2 separate regions of the Sus scrofa genome follow, and region 2 is linked to region 1. The links are chromatin contacts, called in public HiChIP or PLAC-seq maps. All regions are on one chromosome and are shown on one strand. The core of a region is the stretch at or near the end of the contact, and the rest is flanking DNA. Distances in the headings are between cores, read along the strand shown. Region 1 holds the start of TSEN15 (tRNA-splicing endonuclease subunit Sen15). Region 2 holds the start of EDEM3 (ER degradation-enhancing alpha-mannosidase-like protein 3).

The links. HiChIP or PLAC-seq counts read pairs in DNA pulled down with a chosen protein or histone mark.
Region 2: an H3K27ac HiChIP or PLAC-seq map of skeletal muscle shows a contact between it and region 1, with 5 times the contacts expected there. The contact joins the promoter of EDEM3 here to the promoter of TSEN15 in region 1. A contact is called at or near these places in 1 of 5 promoter capture datasets (fetal skeletal muscle), 1 of 47 Hi-C or Micro-C datasets (heart right ventricle) and 1 of 2 datasets of contacts at active chromatin or transcription factors (skeletal muscle).

What each region holds. Positions count from the first base shown.
Region 1 is chr9:125,299,012-125,303,980 of Sscrofa11.1, reverse strand. TSEN15 (tRNA-splicing endonuclease subunit Sen15) reads right to left here and starts at 3,192. Exons shown (of 9, transcript XR_002335966.1): 1 at 3,070-3,192; 2 at 2,656-2,902.
Region 2 is chr9:125,980,778-125,985,698 of Sscrofa11.1, reverse strand. It overlaps EDEM3 (ER degradation-enhancing alpha-mannosidase-like protein 3), which reads left to right and starts at 2,626. Exons shown (of 20, transcript XM_021102628.1): 1 at 2,626-3,068. The coding sequence starts at 2,908. LOC110262256 (a long non-coding RNA gene) reads right to left here and starts at 2,585. Exons shown (of 3, transcript XR_002347094.1): 1 at 2,022-2,585; 2 at 1,516-1,599.

The sequences.
Region 1 (4,969 bases), core at 1,943-4,442:
AGAAAAAGAAACCAACTGAGTGAGTGGGATTAAAAAAAAAAGACACAATAGGTCTAAGGAGCTCCAATTAGATGGCTTGGTTGGTGCATGCTTCCTGGCAGAAGTGGGATGCAAATTGGGCCCTGAAGGATGTAATATATGATTTGCGTAAATAGAGAACGTAGAATAAAAGTGTGAGCAACCACGTGAAGGCGGGAATAAGCATCACATATCTAAAGGCCTACAAAGAAACCTATCTGTAAGGAGTAGAAACTTTTTTTTTTGGCTACACCCGTGGCATGTGGAAATTCCTGAGCCAAGGATCAAACCCAGGCCAAAACAGTGACCCTAGCCACTGCGATGACCTGCTGTGCGAGAAGAGACAGTTTTTAAAAGGACTTTTACTGGAACACGTTAGTGGGAGCCTCTATTTTCCCTGGTCTCTTCTTAACCTGTGGAGGAAGTCTTCTAGGTCTCTCTCCCCACCCCTGCTCACTCAAGAGTGCGGAGTTATATAATTGTTGGATTTTAAAGAAAGGACCAAGCAAGCTGTGCTGATTTCAGTCTTGTTGGTTAGCAGGGGGCAAACATTCTTCAGGGGCCCGGCCCTGCAGGAGAAGCCTCAGGTATTCCAGCTGTGTCCGTTGACCAGGTGAGGAAGCAGGGCTAATGCAGAGGTGAGGCATCAACAGACCTGCCTAGGTGCAGCTCTGAGGCCATGCCTTCCCATCAGTGTGCTCCTAAGTGTGTTGGGAACAGGAAAGAGGGGCGTTATTAAACGTCCTCCTGAAACCTCAAATGTGTTTCAAAATGACACTGTAAAGGCAATTAGGGACCAAGTAGCCAAGCTAAAAGTTTGAATTTTATCCATGAGGAAATTCTTTAAGTATAGGAATAATCAAAAAAGTGTTTGAGGATGATAAAACTAATACTATGTTACTGGTTGGACCCAATTAATTTTCAAACTGAATAATACAAATGCAGAACTGAAAAAGCAGACATCCAATATCTTTTCTTCCCTTTTTTGTAATCAATTAGGTCCTTCAAGAAAAACCAAGAGAAAAGACTTAACAGCTAGAACCTATAGATATTAACTTTAAAGAGAAAAAAAATCCCCAAGTATGAAAACTAAACAATACCATCAAATCTAGATGAGGTTTTTAAAACTTGCTACTGATGTTTCACTTATAAATACTTATGTAGTGTTCACTATATGTCAAGTGTTTATTAATTTATTTAATCCCATAACCACTTCATAAGATTAGTACTGTTCCTATGCCCATTTTACAGATGAGAAAACTGAGGAACAAGATAAAACAACTAGCAAAAAAAAGTCATAAACCTGGAAGTTCCCTTCGTGGCTCAGCAGTTAACGATCCCGACTACTATCCATAAGAACAAGGCTTCAGTCCCTGGCCTCGCTCAGTGGGTTAGGGAACTGGTGTTGCCCTGAGCTGTGGTATAGGTTGCAGACGCTGCACGGATCTGAAGTGGCTGTGGCACAGGCCGGCAGCTACAGCTCCGATTAGAGCCCTAGCCTGGGAACCACCATATGCCACAGGTGCAGTCTTAAAAAGCAAAAAAAAAAAAAAAGAAAAAAAAAGTCACAAAGCTGGTGACAGAACCCAGGATTCAAACTCAGTGACTCTGAGTTCACGCTCCCTCTCCGTGTTGTGGTTCTTTTTCTGGCACCGAAAAACATCTCCATGTTAATGTTTTTCTCACCTTGAGGGGGAAATAAGAGGATCAGAATAGGAGGATAAAATCAAGAGAAGATGAAAAGGGATTAATTCGGGAGTTCCCGTCGAGGCTCAGTGGTTAACGAGTCTGACTAGGAACCATGAGGTTGCAGGTTCGATCCCTGGCCTCGCTCAGTGGGTTAAGGATCTGGTGTTGCTGTGGCTCTGGTGTTGCTGTGGCTCTGGCGTAGGCCGGTGGCTACAGCTTCAGTCGACCCCTGGCCTGGGAACCTCCATATGCCGTGGGAGAGGCCCTAGAAAAGGCAAAAAGACAAAAAAAAAAAAAAAAAAAAAAAGGAAAGAAAAGGGATTAATTTTTTTCAGACCTAGACCTTCAAGATTTTCCTCTTCTTCACTGTTTTTAGATGATTATCTATGAAATACTGCTCTCTAGCAGAAGACTGCAATCCTACTAAAGTTACGAGACCGAAGTATCTAGCGTCTACATTCCTACAAAACCCTTGTCTTCGATCACTTCCATTCATTGCTGTAAAAGGCAACTATATGCCAAGCAGAAGCAAACGAGGACTGTGCCTAAACCTTAAACACTGTAGACTCCCACATCTTTTCCATGGCCCACAAACTGTTTAGTTTGCTTACTGTGAGGAGTAAATGAGACCAGCCCGAGAAAGAGCCCAGAGCCCTAGAGAGCACAACTCAGATGTTAGTGGTGGACGGCGAGGAGGATGGATTTTAAAGTTTTGTCCCTCCAGCCTGGGGGGGGGGGGCGGTCAGAACAACAATTCAACGCTTTTAAACAAACGAAAACAATACCGCCTGCAGCGGGCAGCGTAAAGGGTCCCCTTCCGCGAGGTTCGGGTGGAAACTCAGCGATCCCACCCCCCAGGGAGTGAAGAGCCCCGAGGGGAGCGCGGCCCGGGGGTTCCCTCTGGGGTAGGGGCCTGGACCCGTGCCCTGCTCTCTCGCGCCTCCTGACCTTAGGGTGCGTGCCCATCCAGGCGTCCTCCGGGGCCCAAGAGGGGGCGCCGCCGCCGCGTTCGCCTCCCGGGCCCATAGCGCTAGAGCCGGCGGTGGGCTGGGACTCGCGGCGCTCCTCCATGCCCGGCCGTGCGGCGCGCGTGTGCACCGCGCTCGGCTCTCCGCGCCCGGCTGGAAGCAGGGACGCGCGCATCTGGGTTCCGCTTTCCCGTCGTGCGCTGCGTCGGCGCAGGAGGGCGCAGATGCTGCCGGGCGGGAGAAGCGGTCAGTCCCATCTTCAGAAACACGCAGCTAGAACCGGCGCGGACGCACTCTCCCTGCTCCCCTTTCGCGCGGTGCTTAGTCAAATCTGGGCAAATGCTGGCCGAAAGAAGGTTGAAGAATACCCCGAGGCCGGAAACCTTTAACTTACCTTCCGTCAGCGCTGTGTGCGCTCTTTTGAGAAAGCCAGGGATAGGGTCTCTTCGCCTTCTGCAGTGAGTCCAGATCTCCAGTTCCTGGGAACAGGAAGGCCTCATTCGGAGCCCTGACATGTAAGCTTAAAGTGTGGAAGTGGATGAGATCTCTAAAAGAAAATAAAAGGGAGAAAGACCAGACTGCCAAGAACCATATTTTTAGGGTGGACCCACCTTTCAGGATTAGAGGAGCAAGAGTAAACACGAGTTGTTGAATCTAAACAGGAGTGGTCAGAAAAGTAGGATGCAAACCAGCCTAAGCATGTGACGTGGAAGCCAAGGCTGAGGAGGAGTTTCAGACAGGCAGAACAGGACATTTTAAACTTTGTGGATTTACTGTCAGGAAATGGGGAGACCCTGCAAGTTTCTGTTTCTGTAGTATCCCTCTGCCTGAAATGTGAAGAAGAGTCCTTAAGGAGCAAGGGTATAAGCAGGGAGTGGTTTAGGAGGCTGTTGGATTAACCAAGGCAAGAAATGACTCTCAGGAGACAAAGTGCCAGGCAGGGATGGAAATTCTGCTTCCAAATATGACAGACTAAGACCCTACTGGACTATCCCTCAGCAGAAGACATCTATAAAATTGGGCATAGGCGTTCTCATTGTAGCTCATTGGTAACAAACCTGATTAGTATCCATGAGGATGCAGTTCGATCCCTGGCCTCGCTCAGTGGGTTAAGGATCCGGTGTTGCAGTGAGCTGTGGTGTAGGCCGGCAGATGCAGCTCTTATTCTACCCCTAGCCCGGTAGCTTCCTAGCGGGGAGGGCATAATACAAAAAGCAACTTCCAGAATATCCTGGAATGCTAACAGAAGCAGACCAAGCCTGGTGGCCAGGGCAGGTTGCTCAGAGAAGGGCAGATAAGGAACCACACAAGTAAGTTCCCCTTTCTTCTGCATTGAGCTTGGAGCTAAGAGCAGTCCATGAGACAGACTCCAAGGCAGAAGGGGCGCGTGTGGGAAAACTCTTAGTTTTTCTTACCTAGAGAATCCAAAAAGTGAAGCCAGGAACCTTTGAATGCTGAGGAGACTAGGAAATCTCCAAAGGGGCAGGAGCCTGAGAGAGGATCCCCTAACTCTGCACACATCTCTGACAGATCCTAAACCACCTGAAACAGAATCACTGTTTAAAACAAAAAATCTGAACTAAGGCTAGAGTTGGCCTCCAAGAAAGAGTTTATAGGTCAAATTTAGCCAGGAAAATTACCTGCTAATGCAAAGGAAGTAACTTTCATAGAAAAACTATAGAGTCTAGAACCTTGACAATTTAGCATTCATAAAGTCCAAGATACGATTCAAAACTACAGACATATGGAAATCAAGGAAAAGTATCACACTGTCTAGTCTGACTCTGAGATGAATCAGATGTTGAAACTGACAAGGATTTTAAAGTAGCTATTACAGCTTATCCTCAATGAAGTAAAACAAAGCATTTTTAAGTGAATGAAACTCTCAGGAGACTAAAAAATCTCAGCAGAAAAAAGAATCAAATGGAACTGAAAATTAAAATATCAGGAGTTCCCACTGTGGCTCAGCCGGTTAAGAACCCAACATAGTCTCTACGAGGATGCGGATTCAAGCCCTGGCCTCACTCGGTGGGTTAAGGATCTGGTATTACCACAAGCTGTGACATAGGTTGCAGATGCCCCTCTGATCCTGCCTTACTGTGGCTGTGCTGTAGTCCTGAGCTGTAGCCCTGATTAGACCCCTAGCCCAGGAACTTCAATATGCTACAGGTGAGGCCTGCAGAAGAGAAAAAAATTTACAAGTTCGTAAATAAAAAATCCACTGGATGGATTTCACGGCCGAATAGAAATTACTGAATAAAAATTAAGTGAATTTGAAGGTAGAGCAATTGTCC
Region 2 (4,921 bases), core at 1,377-3,876, 680 kb before region 1:
TCCTTATGGTTTTGCAGAGATTAGTGAAAAATGGACTCAACCACTGGCTAGAGACTGAATTGCAGTAGGGAGAGAAAGATGCTTATTAAGTCAACTATGAATATGTTTTTTGCTCTCATTACACACTTTAAAATGCAATGTTAGCTGGAAAACAAATAAGCTACGGGAAATATCCCCAGACAATGCTACACACTAAAAGCCAGTAATTTTCTTAAAGACATTGTTTCTCAATGATAGTTACTAGTCAATTTTGATTTCTTATAAAGGCTTGGAGCATCAGGAAGGCAAAGAAAATTGAATTATTGCCAATAATTCACTACAAATAATTGACCACATTTCAATATAGCTGAAGGTCACTGACTATTTTTCTGTTTTCTTTGTTCCTAGTTTTCAAATACTGAATGACTGGTGTTGACCTTTAGCTGGCCATGTTCTCTGTGCCAGAGCCAAGAACAATCCACAGGTATTATTGACTTAGTGACTTAAAGCTGCCAAAGAGGATCCGGGATGGAACCAACATAGGGATGCAGGTCTGTAAAAAGGATAAAATTAAACATTGTACAGAAGTGGCCTTGTGCTTTCACAGCCTCCACATTAGTAGATAAAAACCATCTTATTTCTACTTTATAGACACGAAACTGAAGGAATAAGGAAACAAGTATATCCAGCATTTATTATTTTTAACAGAAGCACAGTGATGAGTTTTGGAACATACAGAGAAATAAGCTAAAGTCAATACCCTCCAAGCAGTCACAAACTAGTGGACAGGGCTGACTGTGAAAAACACAATAATAAAGACACACAATACAATAGGAGGATGACGTCTAATAGCTGGAAGGTTTTGGAAGGATTCCTCGGAGATGGAATCTGAGTCAGACGTCATGGGTAGTGAGTATTCTACAGAAAAAGTGGGATAGCAGAGGGAATAGTGAGCAAAGGCACCGAAAAGGATTTACCATGAGAACCTGTGAGTTTTCCCACAGGATTTCAGAGCAGGGCAGGGGTAGAAGGGATATAATGTGTTCAAGGGGTTTGTAGATGTCCTCAAATGCCAACTCTAGTAGCAATGCAGAGAAAAGTTAGGGAGGCAGGGAAATAATTTAGGAGGCCATCGTGATAGTTCAGGAAAGAGGTAATGGAGGCTTAAACTAAGCAGTAGAAAGAAAGAAAGTGATAGCAGAAGTAGAATCTATCTAACTGGCAAGTGACTGGGCACAGACCGTGGAGGAGCAGGATGCGTTGAAGATGATACTGACATTAATTTGAATCAGTGAACACATGACTTTTGAGCTTACTCTTGGGAATTTCTATTAGGGAGGAGGAAAAGTGGGTCTAGAAATCAGGATGTATATCAACCACAGGGATATGATGCTTGAATCCATATAAGTGGAAGAAATCACCACGGAATAGAGTACAAAGAAAAAAACGCACACACATAAACACTTTAAAATGCAGGAAGCACCTGCATTTTAAGGCAAAGAGGGGGCATGAAGGCGGAGGATTCATTGATCTCACCTGAATGGTCCGTCTGAGAGGAAAGCAGATGATGCAAGGTGATAGAAATCAAGGAAGAAACTTTCCAGAAAGGCAGCTCAGCTGCTGAGGGCACGAGGAGAAAGCAATTTCCTGTGGTCATAGAGGTCAAATCCAAGCTCCTAAACTCCACACCTACCCACTCAATTACCACGTGTGAAAAACGATGTGTATTTTCAAGAGGAACCTAATTCTCATTTTACCAATGTGAATCGGTGGGAATGGGTGATCAAAATAAATTGCAATTTCCAATCTTTATTAAACGTTCTTTGCAGCTCACACTATTTTCCTTACATTGAGCTTTTAAGATAACTATTATTAAGCAAGTGCGAGGCCTCCCCTGCCCTCCTTCATTTCACCCTTGTGGTTACATGCGAGGACTTCTGAGTCACAGAAGCTGGTTGGAATCTAACCCAGCAGATGAGGCTTGTAACCTAAGTTCTCCGACCTCAGCTTCCTCGTTTGCAAAATGGGACCGGGGTACTTACCAATTAAAGTTGCCAAGAGTACATGAGCGATTACAAGGAAAACTCTCAGCACACTGCCGTCAAAGGCTCGATTCATTTTTGCCTTTAACGTTTTGCAATCTCGGTGAGGGCAGAGGACAACTCCAAAAGCGTATGCATTTAGGGACTACTATTCCTTATGGCGTGCAGCACGGACCTGAGGCCATGTGAGCCTCATCTAGCCGGCACTCACGGAAATGTATTTGCAGGAAAAAGGCTAAAGAGCTGACAGGTTCCTGGGAACTATGCAACCCACAAAGGGAGGGCTGGTGCAAGACGCCAGGGAAAGCCAGATCGCAGGAACCGCCCGTGCCCCTCGGAGAACCACATGTCCCAGGGTGCAGCGCGCCCACCCCGGAATTTTAGCCCGGCGGATCCAACTGCGAGAGCTCCGAGGAGGGAGCAGTGCACGCTGGGACCGGTAGTTTTCAGGTCTCAAGTTCACGGGTCGGAGGACGGCCGAGGCTAGAGGTCCCTCCCCAGTCCCGCCTTTTGTCCACGTCTCACTTCTGCTGGCCAATACCCTCTCCTGTCCCCGGAGCCAGCCCCTCTCTGATCCGGTCCCCATTGGTCCTGAGGCTCAGCGTCTGGGGCCCTACCCGGAAGTCGCGTCGGGGGAGGTGGTTTCCTAGACTACGACACCGGAAAGCTGGGGGAGGCGCTCTGGGCCGCTGAGGGCGGAGGGCGGTGGCAGCGCTGGCGCTGGGGACCGGCTCGGTGGCTTCGGGAAACCGTTCGGCGACGGCGACCGCTCGCGTTCCTCCGCATCCCGCCCTCCGCACGGCTCGCAGCCCCTTTGCCACCGGCGTCCAGCAATGTGTCCCACCGGCCGGGCGTAGCAGCTGCGCGTGCGCGGAACCGCGGGGCCATGAGCGGAGCCGGCGGCGGCAGGGGCTGTGGGTCTCGGGTCCCCCAGCGAGCGCCATGGAACCTGGTGGCGGCGACGGCCGCGCTCTGTCTGGTGTCAGCCACATCCGTGTGGACGGCGGGGGCCGCGCCCATGAGCAGGGAGGAGAAACAGAGGCTTGGGTAAGGGCGCTTGGCAGCCTGGGGTGGGTTTCCTCGTGAGGCTGACCACAGGTTAGGTGCCTGTCATTGCGACCTGGGCGCGCAGTGGCCTCTCCTGTCGCGATGGGGACGGCTGTTGCCTCGAGAGGACCCTGGCGGGGTGGACAGGGTGCAGGAAGGACGGGGCCACCGCCCGCGATGCGATCTCGAGGGGACTCTCGGGGTGTCTCTGGGGCCGTCGGTGACATGTGCAAGCTCCTTGAGGCCAGCCGCGGTGTGTCAAGGCGGCTGCCATGTCAGTGGCAGGTGAAGGGGGCTGCAGCGTGTCCCTGCGCGTGAGAATTCTGCGGGTTGTCTTTCATCAGGGACGTGGTGAGATTTCTCGCATAAGTGAGCTCCCAGCTGGGAAAATGTTGCTGATCCCACAGTAGTTAAGGAAATCATGTTTACACCTGCTGTGGAAAAGGGGGTATTCATTGGAACCTGAACTTTAAACACTTTACCATTTCCTTGTGGTGTTTTCTTGTTTTGCACTTTCCTAATAGGATAGTATTTGATGGCAATATTTAAAAGACCTAATTAACTATGCTTTTTTATTCAAAGTAGTTTTAATAGGTTTTTTTGTTTGTTTTTTTAGGGCCGCACCCGCCGGCATATGGAGGTTCCCAGGCTAGGGGTCGAATTGGAGCTGTAGCTGCAGGCCTCTGCCACAGCCACAGCAATGCGCCAGATCCGAGCCACATCTAGGACCTACACCACAGCTCACCAGCAATGTGGATCCTTAACCCACTGAGCAAGGCCAGGGATCAAACCTGTGTCCTCATGGATACTACTCAGATTCGTTTCCACTGAGCCACATCAGGATCTCCATATTAGTCTTGAAAGCCGTAAATCTTCAGTTATCTGTACAGCATTGAACCCAGAGTCACTATCCCTAATGTACAATAGGTCCCACAAACAAATAAGGAATAAGCCAAGAACCAGTAGAAAATGGGCAAAGGGTGTTTAGAATTAATTCACACAAGAGGAGATACAGATGGTCAGTAAACATGAAGTTACTCAGTCTTATAATCTGAGAGATTAAAAAAAATGAAATAGCTGGGGTTTTTTTTTTTGTTTTGTTTTTTGCCATCAAGTTAATCAACAAAACGCAATACATGGATAGAGTACTGGATAGGTGGGATGTGGGAAGAAGCCTGATGGGAGTGTAAATTGCCGTAACTTATTGACAGTGTCTACTAAAATTTAAACAGTATGTACTCTTGGTTCATTAATCCCATCTCAGGGAATCTGTCCTACAGAAAACACTGTTAGAGATAGGTGTGCAAGAGTGTGCATTTTGAACTAATGGAACTGGTTCCTTGGAACATCCGTGTTATGGAATAATATTCAGACATTAAGGAGGAGGTAGGACTTTAGAAGGCTACGGGATATATTCCCAAGACAGAAACGATGTAAGTTGTAGAATAATATCTCTAGTGCCATCCTATTTTTTTGTTTGTTTTGTTTTTTTTTGGTCATGCTGGAGGCATTGCAGAAATTCCTGCGCCAGGGATCTAACCTGAGCCACAGCTGTAACAATAGGGAATACTTAACTGCTAGGCCACCAGGGAACTCCCTGTCCCATGTTTTTAAAAAAACAAAAACCAGAAAGAAATTGTTTAAGCTCAGGAAAACATTGAAAGATGACTGCCTCCTCGCGTTAGGATGGAGGGGAGGTGGAACCATCAGGTTTTGTTTTATATGCAGGCTTCCACATTGTTTAAATTGTTGCAAGAGTCTTGATTTAGTTTTTAAATAAAATAGCAATAAAAGATGCTTGTTGGGAGTTCCTGCTGTGGTGCAGTGGGATTGGCAGCATCTTGGGAGCACTG